2 separate regions of the Mus musculus genome follow, and region 2 is linked to region 1. The links are chromatin contacts, called in public HiChIP or PLAC-seq maps. All regions are on one chromosome and are shown on one strand. The core of a region is the stretch at or near the end of the contact, and the rest is flanking DNA. Distances in the headings are between cores, read along the strand shown. Region 1 overlaps Mm2pr (macrophage M2 polarization regulator). Region 2 overlaps Uspl1 (ubiquitin specific peptidase like 1).

What was found. HiChIP or PLAC-seq counts read pairs in DNA pulled down with a chosen protein or histone mark.
Region 2: an H3K27ac HiChIP or PLAC-seq map of trophoblast stem cells shows a contact between it and region 1, with 10 read pairs. The contact joins two enhancer-like sites. A contact is called at or near these places in 3 of 115 datasets of contacts at active chromatin or transcription factors (CD8 T cells, embryonic stem cells and trophoblast stem cells).

Annotation. Positions count from the first base shown.
Region 1 is chr5:149,127,525-149,133,630 of GRCm38.p6, forward strand. It overlaps Mm2pr (macrophage M2 polarization regulator), which reads right to left. Exons shown (of 3, transcript NR_015478.2): 2 at 1-1,257. Among named protein-coding and RNA genes, the nearest start is that of Gm42788, 14 kb to the right of the region's middle. Within about 2 kb of position 4,542, at least 6 of the 459 cell types and tissues checked have an H3K27ac peak or open chromatin away from gene starts, as enhancers often do. A contact at or near this core is called in trophoblast stem cells, where this site is marked.
Region 2 is chr5:149,204,514-149,210,237 of GRCm38.p6, forward strand. Uspl1 (ubiquitin specific peptidase like 1) reads left to right here. Exons shown (of 9, transcript NM_001115149.1): 8 at 5,130-5,287. Among named protein-coding and RNA genes, the nearest start is that of 2310047D07Rik, 22 kb to the right of the region's middle. Within about 2 kb of position 1,963, at least 25 of the 459 cell types and tissues checked have an H3K27ac peak or open chromatin away from gene starts, as enhancers often do. A contact at or near this core is called in trophoblast stem cells, where this site is marked.

The DNA of each region.
Region 1 (6,106 bases), core at 3,292-5,791:
TATTCATGCTTCCTGGTTCTCAAGCTCATCCGATTCATGTTGCAGCATGCATTAAACTTATGAGAGGCAGAAATACTGGCTCTTCTTTAGGCAAGATGATGAACTCGTCAGTGGGAGAAATATCTGGTCCTGGATCCTTCCGACAGATTTCTCCAAGGGAAGGAACTCCAAATGCAATTACCCTGGCATGTATGCCTTTCAGACTGCCGTGTAAACCAGCCCAACAGGTGTGAGCAGACAGATGTTCACCAAGCGCTCAGCCTTCGGGGAGGAAACATTAACAAAACACACAGCATGCTTCCCATGAGCATCGGCAACGGAAGAAAAAGAATTTACCATCTATGCTCGTGATTTATAAAACGCAAGTCCCAACTCGTATTGAAAACCTACTGTAGGGCAAGCTGTAAGGGCTGGAGATGAGAGATAAATACACGCTTGACACATCTACTAGTCACCTTCGTTTAGGAACACAACCTTCAAGGAGTCTGGTGGCTCGAATCCCTGCCCAAGGCTTCTCTGGGGGTTTAAGAGACTTCTAGCCTACTTGCATTCCAGTCTTCGTGGGAGCTACAGAGATGCATTGTGCTTGCAGTGCCGAGGATGGAGCTGGCTGGTCCTGTTCATCCTTTTGCCTTGTGCAGGTTCCGTGCCATCTTCTCCTCTACCTTCGACACTGTTTTTCAGTAGGATGACAGAGTGAAGTAGAAACTTCTAGTTTTGGGAATGTTAGTTATATCAAATGATGTTTTGCAGGGGCACACAGGTGAAAGGATGTCTTGCTAAAGCAAACAAGTGAAGGAACGTTTTTCTGAAGCCACACAGGTGAACGGATGATTAGATACAGCAGTCACAAGGAAGGACACTCGATGCAGGAGTATGAATTTGACCCCACAGACAGCGGGAGATGAGCACTTAGCATGGGTTTGGTTTGCTCCGCCTTGCTATTCTTCACCAAAGACACACGTGTATTGGTTTACCTCACATAGCATTGTTGAGCTCAACTGGTGATAACTTCGACGTTGAGAGAAACTCGCCCACGAACTGCTCATGAGGTTCCCGTGGCAGCTTGCCGCTTCTGTGGCCTCGCCTCAAGCCGGCTGGCGAGCCTGGCGGTTTCTTTAGGATGGACCACAGCTGTCTGGTGTCTCCTTGCTGAAAGGACAGGACTGCAGCTGCTGGTTCACGCCTAGAGTCCGCCTGCCTAGAGGCCTGGTCTGCAGCTGCAGAGTCATATTTGGTGTTTCCTACAGGACTGAGCTGCTGAGAAAGAAGATCAAGCTCGCACCCAAAGAACTATTGCTGAACAGGTCCACTTCCCCCACATCCTAATAACGTCTCCATTCCATGACCTCTGCTGGGTGGTAGGATAGAAGAGAGGTTGAACCCTTATTAAAAGTAGGTTGCAAAAACTTTGAGCCAACAACAGAGTTTCCATCTTTCCTGCTGTAATCACGTGAGCTAAACTTCATTCAATGGTTCTGCTCTGCCCTTTTCTGGCTGCTCATATTTGGGGGCAGGGGTGTTTTTTAAACAGGGTTTTTCCATGTTTTCCTGGATGTCCTGGAACTAACTAACTAACTAACTAACTAACTCTGTCTCTCTGTGTCTGTCTCTCTCTCTCTCTGTCTCTCTGTGTGTCTCTGTCTCTGTCTCTCTCTACCAGGTTAGCCCCCAAATCGCAGAGACCTGCTTGCTTCTACCTCCCGAGGGCTGGGATTAAAGGTGTGCGCCACCACTGCCTGGAGCGGACAGTCTTCTGTATTCCTGAGTTCCACATCCTCAGATTCAACCAATCTCAGTTTGAAAACATTTTTCAAAAATTCCATTTATGTTGAACATGTACGGATTTGTTTTACTCTCTTGGTCTATAGAAGGATAATGAAACACTGTGTAGATAGTATTTACATTGTACGAGGCATGGTAAATTGCCCGAAGATATTTTAACATAGGAAGATATGTGTATGCCAATGACATGATTTTATAAGAGGTCTGAGCATCCTTGGATCTCAGTGCCGGTGAGGGTCCTGACACTGACCCCTTGAGTACTAAAGGACCACTGTCCAGCAGGCATCTGTACACCCTGGATTATATCACCAGCTTGCTGACGTCATGTCACATCTGTGTTCTATGCTCTTGCCCTCCCAGATGTGGGGACTTTACTGAATCACTGCAGTCTATTGCAGACATGATGACTCTTTTCTCTGGGTTTCTCCAGCATCTACCTCCTAAAAACAGGACTACTCCGACGTAAATGCAATACAGAGATTAAGATCATTGAGGAATTTAATAACAAAATATTAAAATTTATTTTGAGTGCCAAGTCAATATTCACATTTCTTTCAGGTGGATTTTATTTACCCTTCAAGATTGATTTCAAGAAAAAACAGGGCTTTCAAGCACTCACATTGCATCTCCCATAAAACTGTGTCTATTGGAGCATTGGTCATATTAGTTTATTTCCTCTTACGTAGTATCTAAAATTCCTCACTTCAATTCCTCAGGCCCTTTCTGTAACTCCTTGTATTAGTTGGCGACTGGATGGATAAACGAATGAACAAGTGTTCAAGATCCTTATTCTGCTCTCTGGTTACAACTGCTCAAGGCATCTCTTTGACACCGTGGCCACTTCCTTATCCTGTTCTTGATGGTAGCACCTCCTAGTTCCAGGCCCTACATAGGCTGCTGTGGACTCAGCCTGACGGGCATCTTGCCTTGGCCTGTGTTAGCTCATTTCCAGCCCCAGGACCACTGTCCCAGGATCCCCAAGGTAATCACCTGGCACTTGGCCATACACAGTATGGAACTAGTCACCCTTCAGCAGTGATAGGACAGGAGCACATAGGTACGTGATCCAGTTTGATTGAGTTCCCATTTCTGAGACGTGCTTCTTCGAGTACCTCAGATGCCCCTGCAGGACCAAGGAGCAGATTGTCTGTGATGGCTGCCAATCTAAAAAGCACCCCCCCCCCCCCCCCCCCCCCCGGCTTTGCTTGCTTTCCTCAAAGTGGCCATTCACTTCTTTCCCCCTGGGGCCACAGTCCCACACAGCTCGCCTGCACTCATGCCTTCAGGAGAGCCCAGACTAAAACTAACAGGTAAAGTAAAGGACACCAGGCCCGGGAGCCAGAGAGCCCGCAGTTGAACTCAACTCAAGAAGGGCCATTCACAGCCAGGCGGTGGTGGTGTGCGTCTTTGATCCCAGCCCTTGGGATTAACCTCTCTCCGCTTCACTGTCCTCAGTACATATTCTGTACAGTTATGATGACAGGGACTTCTCCTGACTCTGTTTTTGTAGATACACACATAGAATATACACAAGCTCCCAGAGGATTGACTAGACTTCACCTCGAACAGGTAATTGCCACAGAGCAGTCCTCCTAAATGAGAACCCCTCATTATTCCCTGGGGGTGAGCCTCTTAGTTGCTCCTGTTTAGCCCCACTGCCCATTGGACCAGCAGCAGGGATTTCCTCTTGCAAAATTAGGCCGTTATTTCCTCCTATGGCACGTGTGCCGGGCTCTGTCGAGTGGCCGTATTCTGTCCCGTGGACAGAACAGCATTAAAGTCTATACGGTGACAGAGTGGGGATGGCCTGTCTTTGCTGCATTTCACAGTGTTTCACGAGGCAGCGGAGTCCCAGTGGCCTACAGTGCAGGGTCCCTTTCTTTGCTGATCAGTGCTACCTTCCTAACTGTGGGATCTCTTCTCTGTTGGCTAATTTTAGGCAGTGGCTTTTACCAACAATGAAAGTTCTAGTGAACGTACTGAGTGTTACAATAATGTACAGAATAAACAATGTGTGGGATTGCTGCATTTCTTTTGTTTGGTTTAGGGTCTTCATATGTAATCCAGCTGGCCCCAGGCTTGAGATCCTCCTGCCTCCGCCTCCTGAATGCTCCTCCATGATCAGCGTTGGGATTATATTTAAAGATAATTAACATAGCAGTGACAAACTCTGTCTCTGTGAAATATTTAGCCTAAAATTCAGGGAAAAATAAAATGACACTAGCATTCCACAAGACTACATGCTGTTTTGTTTGAGTCACCAAGTCTTTAAGTTTATTTACTCACATATGAATTAAAAACAAATTAATTTTTTTTTAATTTTATTTATTTTATTATTATATGTAAGTACACTGTAGCTGTCTTCAGACACACCAGAAGAGGGAGTCAGATCTTGTTAAGGATGGTTGTGAGCCACCATGTGGTTGCTGGGATTCGAACTCTGGACCTTCGGAAGAGCAGTCGGGTGCTCTTACCCACTGAGCCATCTCACCAGCCCAACAAATTAATTTTTATGCTAATGTTTCCAGACATTGTGACTTTTATAATCTTAAGTACTTTTTAAAAAGGAGCAGTGATTCTATGATACTTGGCACTGGGTTCCCCCTGTTCATTTTTATTTTTCTACAGGCAATGTTCTGGTAAAAATAACCTGTGTGCTAACTGTACTGAGAGTTTCCTCGGGCACTGCACACCAGTCAGTCAAGGTTATCCTCACACCACTCCTGGGGCTGGAAACACAAGGTCTGCAGCATCCCTTAGTGACTTTTACTATGTACACGTGTGGCTGCTTGACGCTGCCTTTTGATGGCAAAGGTCATGCTTTATACCCGAGGATTATTCTGTTTCACTGGGCAGGCGAGGGGTCTCTCATCCTGTAGCCCAGGCTAGCCTTAAACCTGCAATCTTGTCCCCATCTCCCAAATGTCACACTCAGGCATGTGCCACCACCCTGACTGCCCGAGTCTGTCTTAAATGGAGCAATGCGTTCCATCTTTCACCGGTAGTGCTAAGTTTAGCTTAGGGAGCTATCTATGGAGGATACGGTCATGGAAAGAGATGGGAAAGCCGGGAAGAGTCAGAGGATAAACTCGACTGTCCCCGTTAGGGTCTCACACCCCTGAGGTTTCTGGGCGTGCCTCTTACTTGTCAAGTATGCTGGACCTTGCGTCTGGCTAAGAAAGATCTATGCTAAAGCTGCCATGTCATATATACAGCATCACACAGCCCCCCTGAACCTGAGCAGAGACGATTACAGAAAGGGTCGTGGAGAGAGTGAGGACTCTAGGGGCTGTCTCCTGTAGCTCCTTTGGAGCCTTCCCAGGAGAATGTGGGACAGAGGCATTTCCATGGCAGCCTGGAGCCTCAGCTAGAGACTTACCATGCTAACTGCCTGATTGCTCTTTCAGAGGAAAATGAGTAACTGAAATATTCCAGACGCTGATTCCTATAGTTTGATCATTTCCTGTAATTCCATTTATGTTGGTGTGGCAGAAGTACACATCACTGGAAGGACTAATTAATGCCTATATTCTTAGTGTGTGGCAATGTCTCCTACTATAACCCGAATCACCTGGAACTCACTATGAAAGCCCAGACTAGCCCTGAGGCAGTCCTCCGGTCTCAGACTTCTAAGTGCTTGGAATTACAAGCATGGGTCAAAAGCCTAGGTAGAAAACAAAACAAAACAAAACAAAACAAAACAAAACAAAACAAAAAAACAGAAGAAGAAAATATATTTAAAAGAGAATTGAGGTGCCTGAGGTACTCTGTGGCAGAGTTCTTGCCTAGCACAAAACCTGAAATGTATAAATAAATAAACGAATACAGCTTAAAAGAATATACAAGTGACATTTAAGAGACTTTTGGGGGGAGGGGAGGGAGGCTATGTAGCTCCAATGCTGGGAATACAGGCCTATACCATGAGACAACCTCCTTTCATAAGGTCAGACGATGTTGAACCTGGCCCGTTTGAGAGAACTTAAGTGTTCAAATGATTGGGCTTCTTAGCAATGCCACGTAATTCTTAATAAATTCCAGTCTGTCACTAGCAGCCACGGGCTATGAATCCCTTGTCTAGACATCCCGACAGTGGCGGTCAAACCTTTGGTTGTTTTGCTTTGCTGCTGTTGCTTAGTTTGTTTTGAGACAGCACTCCTGTATCCCCAGCTACCAGGAACTCACTTGGTCATCAGGGACAACTTTGAATTTGGGATGCTCCAACCTCCACCTCGTGAGCGCTGATTTATGGGTGTGTGTAACCCTCAGACCTGGCTTGAGACAATCAAATCTTGTGTCTCACAGATACTACAAATGTTGACTT
Region 2 (5,724 bases), core at 713-3,212, 74 kb after region 1:
TACTTAGGGCCACCAGTTGCTTACCACTGTAAAAACTGAGGGTGGGCAAGCAGGACACAGTAGGCTTCAGGAGGGTGCTTAGTTTGTCTCTTGTAGTGTTTCTCTCATCCTGTTCCCTCTCCCATTGGGTGTACTTTTATGTGCATTTGTGTTTTACCTGCATGTATGTCTGTGTGAGGGTGTTAGAAGCCTGGAACTGGAGTTACAGACAGGTGTGAGCTGCTGTGTGGGTGCTGGGAACCGAACCCAGGTCCTCAGCAAGAACACTAAGTGCTCCTTACTGCTCAGCCATCTCTCCAGCCCCACCTGTGTGTCTTAATGTCTGTTTTCTTCCGGATGTCAATCAGCTTGCTGATACTTCATCGTCTTACAAGCTCCCTGCTGCTGGCTTCATTCTAAACTTCCTGCTGCTGGCCTAGGGTAGGCTCAGAGTTGCCATTCCGCTGACTCCTTGGCAAGCGCTGGGTCAGCTGTCTGTCTGTCTGCTGGGTCAGCTGTCTGTCTGTCTGCTGTAGGACTGGTGCTGCTAAGTGTGTGTACCTGGCCCTATCTGCTCAGGTGCTTGCATGTCCTTGCACTCTGAATGTAAATAGAACTCAGAGTAGATCTGCCCTTGTCGTTTCCCTCTGGTCAGATAGTGTACGTAGTAATAGAAGGTTTTGCTTTCCATTTGCTCTGTTTGCTGAACGGTTTAAAAGCTTAATACTCCCAACATGCAAATGCTTTAGGTCTGTGGGTCCGCCCCACACTGGCCTCTTTGAACTAGTAACTTTGCTGCTGACCTCCGTCCTTCCCTCCAGTTTCCTTTCCATAGCTCTTCTCTGGGCCTGCTACCTAGGCATATTCTCCAGACACGATCTCATCGCCTGGCCCTGGCCTCCCCCCTACGTTCCGCAGCATCTGTTGCATGTAAATACTGAATCTTGGAGGCTGTGGACAGATGAGCTGTCCACACAGTATGCCTGCCTGCTGTGTGGTGCTCAGCTCACCATTCCTCCGTTCTGCTGTGCTGGGTAAAGCTTCTCTCCCGTCTGTCTTTGTACTCTGCTGCTGTTGGGTTTGCTGTCCTCCTCCCTGTCAGCTATTAGCTTGCTTTGTCCCTGCTTCCTGGCTCTCAGAGTGTGAGTGAGGCGCTGCCTTACCCACAAATCTAGTCAGCTTGGCTGCCTGGGCCCAGGGTTTGAGATCTTCGTGTCAGGGCTTCTCTTCCTTAATACCGAGACAGGCAAAGGCAGCTGCAAGGCTGGCTGTTGTCCTGCACACACCTGTGCAGAAGCCTGAGCATCCTGGTGCTTATAAACAGCTTTCTGTCAAGGTGCAGGGGTTGACAATCCGCTAGATTTTATTATGTTGTTTGATCTGCTAATTGACAGCATTGTAACATAAATTTTTTTTTATAAAAGTTATAAAAGTTGTTGCTTTTGCTTACATAAAAGGTTCATGTTCTGATCAGAATGTGTTTCCATTAGATACAACTGTTTTTTAAATTTAAAAGGTCTTTTACATTTCAGTGGATTTGTTATTTTAATGAGCCAATTTTATAATTTGGACATTTCCTATTTTCATCAAAAGTAAATTGAATTTATGTAAAATTATACTTAAAATTTAAATGGCAAGGTATTTGTATAAGACTCTTACAGTTTTCACTCTGAAATTAATACAACTTGACTTGTTGGTATTTAGTATAGATTTTAGGGATAATGTAAGAGAATTTATCAGTTGGATGTGGTGGAACATGCCTCTATCCTAGTACGTAGCAAGCAGAGGAGAGCAGAACTTGTGAATTAAGACTGGTTTGGTCTACATAGTGAGTTCTCAAGCAGCCAGCATAGATAGATAGATGAATGATAGATCTATCATGAGACGCTAAACAAATAAATTCATCATGAGGCTGTGAGTAATTTAACCATATATCATTCTAAGATCTCACAATGTTACGAGTTCCCCCGGGGGCCTTGTCTCAGATTACCCGCATGTGTAATGCATGCCCACAGGGAAAATCTAGTGGTAAGTCATGCCTATTGCATCCAACTCTACCACTTCTCTTTAAGGAATTGTTGAGGAATTCTACTCTGAGGGTGTTGATGTGGACACTTGACGGTCTAGAGTCAGCTTTGAGTTATTGAAAAGAGCCTACAGTGCTTGCCATAGTCTCAGGAGGTCATACATGGTCCGGGCTGGCATTTGAAAAGGTTATTATATTTAACTTCAGTTTTAGCAGCTTCCTGATTGTTCTTGTTGTGTTGCAAGATAGTCTCATTATATAGTCTAGGCTAGTCTTGGAACTTAGAGTCCCTTGGCCTCAAACTCTAAGGACTGAGATAATGAGTGAGTTCCATGGTGTTAGGCACTGACAGTGAGTGCTGCTGGTGGTGCTGGTTTGCTTTGTTTTGTTTCTGGTGGTTTGGTTTGATTTGAGACAGGGTATGGGATCTCTATGTAGTTCTGGCTGGCAAAACAGGGTTTTGTTTTGTAGCTTAGGCTGGCCTGAAATTGTGTATGTAGCTTAGACTGGCCTCGGTCTCAAGATCCATTCATCTTGGCCTCCAGAATTCTGGGACTAGAAGCACAGCCTCATGGCCGAAGATTCTATTTCTCAATTAAAGTCTTTATTTCTTGGTAGAAAATGCTTTAAAGCTCCTTGAATTATCTCCAAAGAGCAGTTGTATCCCTTTGTGACACAGTTGGGCTTTCTGAAGATATGTTTCTTTATGCGTTCATGAGACTGTGGCTTCCAATCATTTGGCTTGCAGCTGATGTGATTTAGGCTTTTTATTTCTTATTATCAGAAAGATTGGAAATGACACATGAAGACTGTTAACTTACAAATGTTTATAGACCTTTTTTCCTGAAACTGATTATTACAGATGTACAAATTTGTAATTGTTAAATGTATATTGTCTAAGATTTGAGTTATTAGAGACGTTTTGATGAAAATCAAGTTTGTGATCCAGCTCTTAGTGTAAGGTGTGGCTGCCCCTGGTGGGTAGTTCTGCGTCTGTAGCTGGCTGTGGGAGTATTCTCTGTGCGTTTCCTGAGATGCTTGCATCCTTCCAAGAGAAAAGCAGCTCTCTGTGAATTAGAAGCAACAAGGGGTGGAGGATACACATTATGCTACTGTTTGTATTTGTGTGTGTGTTTAAAACAAACTCTGCCTGTTGAGGTATGCCAGCAGAGGAGGCTGTCGTGAGGTTGGATGTGTGAAGCCTGGGGAGTTAGTTTGTCTTTTAGAACTTCCCTAGTTATGGGGAGTAGAACAGGTGAGGGGCAAAGCCCAGGACCACAGCCTGTTCAGCACCTGTGAGGCCCAGGAATAGGAGGACGTTCTGAGCATTCACCGGCTTGGCTGAAGTGGGCTGAACCAAACCTTGCAATGAACGTCGAGATTGTCTGGCATGTCCCTTTCCATTAGGCCGTAGAGAGCTGAGGTGTGTCTGTCAGCCTCTGCACAGGGGCTTGCATAGAATCTGTGGAGTCTGGTCTTTCCCCTCTTTATGAGATTTCAGAACAGCTTGGGAGGCATCTGTTTGCATCAGCTGGACTGTGAGCATCGCTGCAGCTCAGACTGCAGGTGGAGTTCATCTTGGCCCATTCCTTTGACTCATTTACCAGGGACTGCTCTAGAAGCCTTAGGATATATAAAAAGAGTGAGGTCTGACAGGCTCTGTCTCATGTATTATGGAATTCTTGCTCATATGTAGTTCCTAAACTTTTTATGTGCACTCGCGTGAAGGGAAGACACAGATTTCTAGTGTAGACTCATGAGATTTTAGGTAAGTAGATGTGTGAGGCCCAGGAAGCTAAATACAAGACGTCTGTATTCAAATATCTTATTAGTAATGGAAAGGCCATAGCCTAAGGCCTGCCTGTTGAGCTGTGAGAACCTATATTTTACTGTGGATCAGCTGAAAGACAGATATGTCATATCCTCACAGTTGGAAGAGTGTACTTTACTGGCATATTTTATGAACAGTAACATCTTGGAATTGGTAAATTAAGTCAGATTTTAAACCCAGGACAAAGAATGAGGTGATAAAAACAGTTTACAGAACTTTCAGGACTTAATTGCCGTTTAATAAGAAATGGACAGGGTGTAATTGACAGATCACTCCTGTCAGAATAATCTCACTCGAATCTGGACATTGATTTGAGTTCATTTTCAACTGAATAAATTTTGATAAGCTAAGTAAGTTTTGACATCTGTTTAAATATTAGGAGAAGGAATAACCACCATTTCTTAAACCCCAAGAGCTTTGTTATTTTAGGCCTATCCGTAGGTTTGTTTCTACTTTGACATGTTACTGTAATAGTGAAGCGTATTTTTGAAATTATGAGCATCTCATTGTTTATAATAAATCCACTAGTGCACTTTATTTTTTTAGGATTTATTTATTTATTTTATGTATATGAGAACACTGTAGCTGTACAGATGGTTGTGAGCTTTCATGTGGTTGCTAGGAATTGAATTTAGGACTCTGCTCTCTCCAGTCGGCTCTGGTCAGCCCCACTCGCTCAGTCCCTGTTCGCTCCGGCCCAAATATTTATTTATTATTATAAATAAGTACACTGTAGCTGATTTCACACACAACAGAAGAGGGCGTCAGATTTCATTACAGATGGTTGTGAGTCATCATGTGGTTGCTGGAAATAGAACTCAGGACCTCTGGAAGAGCAGTCAGTACTCTTAACCGCTGAGCCATCTCTCCAGTCCCCCATGCACTTTATTTATTAAGTTTTTTTTTTAAGTACAAATTTGAATTTATTGGGTCCCCTAATTTCTTGAGATGAACTTAGTGTCTGAATATCTTAGGCATAAGGTTTGCTCTTGCTTTTGCCACTTGACAGAGTGATTGATGTGGACACCTGACAGCAGAGGAGCTCCTCAAGGGCTGGGCTTCTCTCTTCAGAGCTCTGCAGCATAGTTCTCTGGCAGCAAGTTTTGTTTAAGGGTCTTTGTCAGTCCTGTTGCACAGTGGCTCCCAGCTGCTGGCCACCGCTTCAAAGGCTTTAGTGTCACATGCTCTATAGAGCCACTTTCCCTTTCTAATCACGGCACACAGCTGGGGCCACCGTGTCCCTCAACGGAGCCGTGGCATGAAATTGATTTGACTTGTGCCTCCTTTCCACAGAGCGTCGCCCATACTCATGCTGCACTTCGTGGAGGGCTTACCAAGGAGGGATTTGCAACACTATGCCTTCCACTTTGAAGGAAGCCTTTATCAAGTCACGTCGGTAATACAGTACCAAGCAAATAACCATTTTATAACATGGTTTTTAGATGCTGATGGTAAGTGTCTAAACGTTTTCTTTTATGATACTGCACATGAGAAATAGAGCCTTGTGGGGTTTGCTTTGGTTTAAAGACAGATTTCATCTGGACTTTTTCCCCCTTTCTTCTGTATTCTTACTTTTGACTTTAATTCCTGCGCCCACCCCTGTTCCTCTTTCTTAACCGTGGTGTTTTGTGTGTCCTTCCTGACTGCGATGTGTGTCTGAAGGGTGTGTGCACTTACTCCTTGTTTGTTGTCTCTCTTTCATTTGTTTTGTAGACTCTTTTTCACTATGCATCCCAACCGTTTTTTTGTTTTGTTTTGTTTTGTTTTTCTAACTTACCATCAACAGAGCTCTGGTACCCATGGCATCTGGATCATCCACTGAATTTGTTTATGTTGCCTATTTTTCTTCCTTATTATATACCTTCTATGCAAGGATGGAGGATTTGTT